Linked DNA regions of Mus musculus: region 2 is linked to region 1. Evidence: chromatin contacts called from public promoter capture Hi-C data. All regions are on one chromosome and are shown on one strand. Each heading gives the region's core, a stretch centred on a gene start, on an enhancer-like site or on the middle of the called end of the contact. The rest is flanking DNA. Distances are from core to core; before and after follow the strand shown. Region 1 holds the start of Best1 (bestrophin 1). Region 2 holds the start of Vwce (von Willebrand factor C and EGF domains).

Region 1 (3,819 bases), core at 865-3,364:
TTGCAGGTGATTCTGACACACAGGTTTTTGCCTGTTTAACTCTGTTCAGAAGGGAGGGGGGATTGTTTCACCATGACCTTGACTACGTTTCTAATCATAGTGAACAATAAAGCTGGTGTTATCCTGAGAGTCTGCTGAGATTGGGGGCAATCTTGGAGGATGAAAAGTACCCACCCCTCCCTGCCACTCTGTCCCTGTCCTTAATTGGACAGAGAAGGGACAGGACAGTTGTGAATGTCTTTTCATCTGAAAAGAGGGTGAGAATAAGTGCTGGCTCACTTACTGCAAGATGAGAGTGAGAGTGATAGACACGGCAGGCCTGGGGAGGATCTGCAAAGTCAAACCCAATGCTGCCTGCGCCCCACTGGGCAGGGGCAGACCCAGTGCTGCCTGCGCCCCACTGGGCAGGGGCAGACCCAGTGCTGCCTGCGCCCCACTGGGCAGGGGCAGACCCAACTTGCCCAGGTGCGGGTTTTCCATTGTAATGTACAGCTGGACCGAGAATCTCTGTGGGCTCCTACCTGTTTCTCCTCTTTTCTTCAATACATACTGACCTTCACAAGAGAGCTTGCTATCTAATAGGTGTTCTCTCTCTCTCTCTCTCTCTCTCTCTCTCTCTCTCTCTCTCACACACACACACACACACACACACACACACACACACACAGAGTCTACATTGAGGTGTGTTCTCATGTAGCTCAGGATAGCTTTGAACTTTCTATGTAGCCCAGGACCATGAAATTCTAACACTTCTCTCTGTACTTCCTGAGAGCTGAGATTACAGATGTGAGCCACCATATCCAACAGATAAGTGCTGGGGATCCAGTGCAGGGTTTCATGCACACCAGGCAAGAACTCCTCCCACTGAGATAAATCCCAGTCCAATAAATATATATTTAATTAAAGTTGAATATGTTTCTAGCAGAGTAGTTCAAAACAAAACACCTGTAAACACTGCCTTAAACACTGCCTTAATGGACTCCTGCATCCCTTATGTTGGTCACTAGAGGTCACCATTGACTTAGTTCTTGCCAGGGAAGCCTAGTCCAGTTGTTCAGGTGTCAGTGATCATCAAAGTTGTCTTTGGAAGTCGCCGTTATCTCCTTGACCATTACCAGTAGCTACATAGTATTTTAGAAGAGCTGGGAAGTGCTGGAGAACTTCTTTGGTTTTCTGTGAAGCCCAGTTCTTCACCGTTAACCAGTTCTTCACTTGCTAGTGCTGCTCTCTGCTTCTTCCAGTCTCAAGATGTCTCCAGAGACACTGTGAACAATCTGCTCCTAGACCCACACAACTCTAAGCACATTCAAACATAAGACATGGTGTCCCACGGGCCTCAAACACAAATGTGTCTCCAGTCAACCAGACAGGCCTCAGGTATACAGTAAAGCCCAAGACATACCTGGATACAGGACCCCAGAATAACCTCCTACAAGGAGAGTGCCCAGCGCAGCCAAGACCACTCTCCCTTTCCATCCCACAAGAAGTTATTCAACAAAACATCTCTGATACCAGGGTAGAATCTGTTCTAACTCCTGCCTCTAAGAAGACAAGAGTTGAGAGACTCTAAAAAAAAATATTTAAAACCTCCAGCAGAGAATGGGAGTGAGAGTGTCTGAGAGGCCAGGGAAGCCTACAGAGTGGGAGCTCTGGAGTTGGTGTTTGAAGCAGGAGTAGAAGCTCACTGAGCCGAGAAGATGTAAGCACATAAGAACAGCCCACGGCAAGTCACTGAGGCATTGCCGAGGGACTGTTGAGTGTAAAACACTCAGGTGACACTGGTGCTCAAGGCAGACCTTTTGGCCAAGGCCACATCACTACCAATGAACCAGGACTAGGACCCGGGACCTAAAGTCTTCTAAGTTTGGGTCCTGGGCCCTTTCTACCACGAACCATGACCTCTGCCCTGGAGGAGGGTTACCTGGGGCCTGAGGCTTACCTGTTAGGGTTTCTGTAGGGTTTGAAGGGAGGTCTGAGGAATGAAGGGTGTGCAGAGAAGACTTTGATGGTAGCAGAGCCCATGCTCTCTAGCCCTCTGGTAGAGAGTCATGTCAGGGAGCAAGCAGAGCACATAGGGCTGATGGGTGAAGGTTCTGGACCCAGAACATTACAGCCTCCTCATCTAAGATCGCCATGGCAACAAGAGCATCACAGAGGGCCTGACCTTTGCCAGGCAGGTAGAAGAGGACCAGACTTGGCAGAGGGCAGTAAGCAGTAGGCCCTGGGCTGGGCCTGGCAGACCTGGCTGCTGTCTCCAGGTTCTGCATAGGGTGCCTGCTAGCCCACTCTCCTCCTCTGGGCCAATCACAGAATAAACAGGGAAGAAACCAAGAGGTGGATTAACACAGCTGGACAGGGAGGCAGAGGACATATAGTGCCACTCCAGGGACAGGAAGGAAGACAGTCAATACCTCTTTCCTGACACGAAGCAGCTCTCATTGCTAAAGCTCTGGGAGACTGGCATAATAACCTCTGACCTTTTCAGAGGGGCAACAGGGATAAGGTGAGACAGGGAAAGGCTGGGAGACAAGTCCCAGCACCACCAAGCCATATCCCACAGATAGCAATGAAATAATACAGAATAGACCAGAACCAACCCAGAAAGAGACACATGGTGAGAACTCAGCACAACCTGGGGGAAAGCTAGGATCTCTAGTCGTGTGGTGCTTCATGGACTCCACCCTGCAGCTACCAGCCAGGTGAGGACCTGACCCTACCCTTACCTCTCACCAAATCCCCATCTGTTCAGTGAATTTATTTGTTTGTATGTATGTATGTATGTATGTATGTATGTATGTATTTAGTTTTTGGTCTTATGTGTATAGGTGTTTATCTGTATAACATATGCATGCCTGGTACCTGATGCAGCCAGAAGAGGGCACAGTATCCCTTGAGACTTGAGTTTCAGATGGTTGTGAGTCAACATGTGGGTGCTGGAGATCAAAGTCAGGTCCTCCGGAAGAAGAGCCATTGCTCTTAACTGGTGAGCCACAGTTGACTGAATTCTTGATACAAAGACCTACTACATAGTCCAAGTTCCTTGGGGGATATCAAGCAGCAAAAGCCTTTTTCTCTGTGGGCTCCTCAGCCTCAGTGAATTGCTTTGCCTGTCTATTTCCTCTTAGAACATGGACTCTTACACTGAGGCCCCTTAGCACGCACACACACTATACAACACACACACACACACACTGAGGCCCCTGAGCACACACACACACACACTATACAACAGATTGTTAGAGATGCAAGGATCTGAGGCTTCCACCCCAGACCTCCTCAGTCATAATCTGCATTTCATTTTTTTTTTTTTAGTTTTGTTTACTTATTGGTGTGTGTGTGTGTGTGTGTGTGTGTGTGTGTGTGTGTGCTTGAATACCACAGTACACATTCGGAGGTCAGAGGACAACTTTCAGGAGTTGGTTCTCTCCTTCCAGCTTGTGGGTCTCACGAATCAAACTAAGCCTTGACCGCAAGCACTGTTATCTACATCTGAGTCAGGTGTACAACCTGGGTTGAGAGGTTGGCTTCGGGCGATGGTGAGAGAGAGAAAAGTCCATTACTGTTTTCATTTCAAAAGCACTGCGTTCTTTTGTTTGTTTGCTGTTGACACAGGCCTTGAACCTGATGTGTATCTGAAGATGACCTTGAACCCCTAATTATCCTTTGCCCGTTTCCTAAGTGTTAAGATTGCAGGCCCAACTTATGCAGTGCTGGGGATTGAACCAAGGTTTCTTGCATGCCAGGCAAGCACTCTACCAACTGAGCGACACCCAGACCTCTTTATACTTAGTTGAGAATGTTCTTGAACACATAAAACTT
Region 2 (3,819 bases), core at 808-3,307, 630 kb after region 1:
GCCCCAGGACCGAACAGGGCAAGGAAGAGCAAATGAAACTAAAGGACCAACAGCTGCTTTGATGGGAAGGTAGATGCCAGAGGACTGAAGACACTGTAGGGAGATGGAATGCTGGGCTGGCTCAGAAAAGGGTGTAAGGGCCGTGCAGTGGTGGCGCTTGCCTTTAGTCCCAGCACTTGGGAGGCAGAGGCAGGCGGATTTCTGAGTTCGAGGCCAGCCTGGTCTACAGAGTGAGTTCTAGGACAGCCAAAGTACACAGAGAAACCCTGTCTCGAAAAACCAAAAAAAAAAAAAAAAAAAAAAAAAAAAAAAAAGAAAAGAAAAGAAAAGAAAAGGGTGTAAGGGTCCTCCAGTCCGAATTTCCTACTTTCTATATCTAGAAATCTACAGTAGGGCAATGAGGGTTTTGATCTTCCACCTGCTAGCGAGTGAGTTCTGCAGAGGAGAGTGTGGGGCTACAGCAGTGAACGGAAGTGGAGAGGTATGCTGGGTGATAAACAACAAATGTCATGAGCCATGAGGGCTGTAGTAAGGGGATTTATCCTGTGTGTAGTGGTTTCAGAGATAGCTTCCCAGGGATGGGAAGGAAGAACACCTGTCTTGTGACAGTAGCAAGCGCAGCCTCTGCCTTTTCCAGGCAAGAAAGCTGCCCTAAGGAGTCTGAAGGTCCTTAGGACTCGATGTGTAGGTACAGAGAAGTCACATTCATCTTTGGCACTATGCTTGCTGTGAGCTTGACTAGATAATAGAATGGGCCCAAACAAGATGAGATACAGGTCCAAATGTAAGTCTCGGTTCAGCCACGTGGGTTAAGGTAGAAAGATGGCTGGCCAGTTGTTATGCCAACAGCTAGTTGTTATGGCAGAATAACCTCCATAAAAGCAAGCAAGCAAGGAAGGAATGGTTTATCTGGCTCACAGGTGCAGCCATCTTGGCAGGGGAAGCATAGAGAGCCAGATGAATGTTAGCACTCACTTTATGGTCTTTGTATTTGGTCCGGCCCATGTGACAATGCCACTCACATTTAGGATGGGTCTTCACAACTCAGTTAAATCCTTCTGGAAACAGCTCTGACACACACAAAGGTTTATTGCCTAGGAGCTTCTATATCCATTCAAGTTGAAAATAACAATTAGCCATGGCACCACAACATCCAAAAGTACTTGAACTTTTCCTCTTACTGCAAATTAAGGGTCGGGGGACCAACAAGCATCAAACACCCGAGTTAACGTTTGCTCAGAAACTAAAAGGAAAGTGTCTGTGAGAAGGCAGCTAGCATCCAGGTCATCTGTGCACAGTTTATCTGTGGTCACCAATGCCAATGATCTTGGGATCAGCACGAGGCAGAAGCGAAGGATTTAGTCGTGCTTGGGAAGTACAGTTTTTAAAAACTAGTTCAGCCAATTTTTCTTATTCCTAGAAGTCTTTACACAGACGCTTGACTAATCCAGACTGGGTAGGGTTAGGCGGGGCTTGCTACCAGAACAAGGTAAAACTCGAGCCTTCTTTTCGCTTCCTCCCAACTAGATCTTTCTCAGTTCTATCATTTTGCTCTACATTCTTCAGCCTAAACCTCTTCTAGCCTGAGCCAACTTCGAAGCCTGAGCCCAAACACTGAACCTTCTAGTTCTGCGCCCCTAGCTCCCTTGCCACCTGCGCACTGCTTTCTTACCTCCCAGGTGAGCTAGGAAGCTGTCCACTCAACCATTTGACTCCCAGCAGGTAGCTTGTGGGTTCAAAACAGGCTAATGTCCTTTGGCAAGGAAGCAGACTAAACCACCAATACACTATCCTTACCATCTAGTGGGCTTGGGGAGAGTCAAAACTGCCTCGCTTCAGTGCCCTGGGTTTGAGTGTCCACAAGTCTCACCTACTGAGAATTCAGATTGGATTCTATGGAAACTCAAAAACCTTGTTCCTGAAGTTTCTTTCCAACTTGGTTCGAAGCCTTCAGTCATTCTGTGGAAAGCGACTCCCAAACCCAGGCTGGGGGTGTGGGCCGAGGGTGAAACCCCGCCCTCGGGGTCCCTGATCTTTGCTCCCGCCCCAGGCTCCACGCCTCCCGGAGAGGCACCGGCGGGCGGCGCTCCTTTTGTGTGTTTCTTTCCAAGGTGCAAGGACCCCCACCCCCACCCGCCTAGGCAGTCCTCCCCTAACCACCAGCCCTCTTCTCGTCGTCCTCAGTCCCTGCCAGCTGTGGGGGAACCAGATCGCTTCCAGGAGGAGGGACAAGGTCGGTAGCCCCCTCCCCGGTGCGGGACCTGAGCCCAGTAGAGTCCAGGACCTCTGCTGCCAGTCATGTGGGCTAGACTGTTGCTCCATGTCGCCTACATCTTGATCCCGTTGCTGGGGTCTTCAGCCCGAGGCTATACCGGGAGGAAGGCGCCAGGGCACTACTCTGCGGAGAGGTAAGAGCCCGGTGCCTTTCAGCGGCCCAGCCTTCTAGCGCCACTGCGTGGAGCTGGAAGACACTAGCATAGGGCAGCTGCTGGACCTGTAGCCTCTGTGGCGAGGGCACACCAGGGGTCTGGACAAAGAGACAGTAGTTTGTGCCAGTTGGGTGGCCCTGGCTGGGGACTGCTCTGGCTAAGGAATCTGGGAGATGGAGATCGCGGCTCCAAGGAATCTTGTACTATGGGAATAGGCTGACCCTCTGGCTAGGGAACCCCAGCACATGCCAATTGGTCTCAACTGCCTGGCTTTCTTCCTTGGTGGTGCGGGACCCCCTCCGTTTCTGCACACGTTGCTTTGGGGTTGGGGGTTTTCTCAGTGTCTCTTGCTCTCTGCACCCGGTGGACCTTGGAGCCACCGGTGGCTCAGGGTTATGCTTTGGTATCTGCGCATGTGTGCACAGGCCGGGGAGGCGGGAGGCCGCAGGCGACAGGCGGGAGGCGTGTCTTTCCAAACCCAATCATTTTCCCTAAGTTTGTCTTAGTCCTCTACCACTAAGGGGTGATGAGGGAGTGGTGATCGTGTGTGCGTGATGCTTATAGCAAGGGTACACGTTGTCAGCGGGTGGCCTGGCCCACGGCCACATCTTCCCAGGGGCGCTCAGAGGGGCTGCCCTGGAGGAAGAGCTTACCGCCCAGCACGTGGGTTCTGCGATCTCTTGCAGTTCCTGCAGATCTCCCACCACCTGTCTCCCTGGCATCACTGTGCCACACACGAAAAGCTCCTTGGGGCTTTCTGGTGGGCACCCTACCCTTGCCTATCTGAAGTGGAACTCCACCAGCTTCCACAGGCACCCTACCATTTACCACTTCGATGGCACCTCACGCCCCTTTCAGAGCCCCCTTTGGCTTAGCTATTAAGTTGTTCTGTAGATCCCAGCTGCCGGATTCTCTGCCTCAGCTGTTGCTATCATCGTTTCTATGTGTGACATCACTGTTGGTCTGGTTTGTCTTCACTGGTTTTGACTTCTGAGAGGAAAAAAGGACTTGGCCCTAGGGAAAATCCCCAGCAAACTTTCCTGTACTGCTATGGTTCCCCCTAGGTTTCCACATTTGACCCAGATTATTAACCCTAAGAGCCAGGCAAGTTCGTCTTATCCTGTATCATTTCTGTCTGATACATGGACAGGCATAGAGGGTGCTCTGGTTGGTGGGATGAAATCCCCATCAGCTCTGGGTATGTGGGGAAAGTCATCTGGTGCCTATTGCTTTGCCTGGGTTCATGGTCCTTGCTCCACGGCTCCAGGAGTTCTAGCCCTTGTTAATCTCCCGGTTAGCCCATGCTCAGGCTGGTCCATCTGTCTGTATTGCCCTCTCCTTCCCCATTTTCATACTGAGTCTCTGGTCTTCTTTCTCACGCAGCAGGGGA

The links. Capture Hi-C pulls out chosen DNA fragments and counts their contacts.
Region 2: a promoter capture Hi-C map of liver shows a contact between it and region 1. The contact joins the promoter of Vwce here to the promoter of Best1 in region 1. A contact is called at or near these places in 1 of 39 promoter capture datasets (cranial neural crest) and 2 of 9 other capture datasets (liver and pancreatic islet).

Annotation. Positions count from the first base shown.
Region 1 is chr19:9,999,519-10,003,337 of GRCm38.p6, forward strand. Best1 (bestrophin 1) reads right to left here and starts at 2,115. Exons shown (of 12, transcript NM_011913.2): 1 at 1,940-2,115. It also overlaps a transcript of Rab3il1 not described here.
Region 2 is chr19:10,632,176-10,635,994 of GRCm38.p6, forward strand. Vwce (von Willebrand factor C and EGF domains) reads left to right here and starts at 2,058. Exons shown (of 20, transcript NM_027913.2): 1 at 2,058-2,408. The coding sequence starts at 2,299.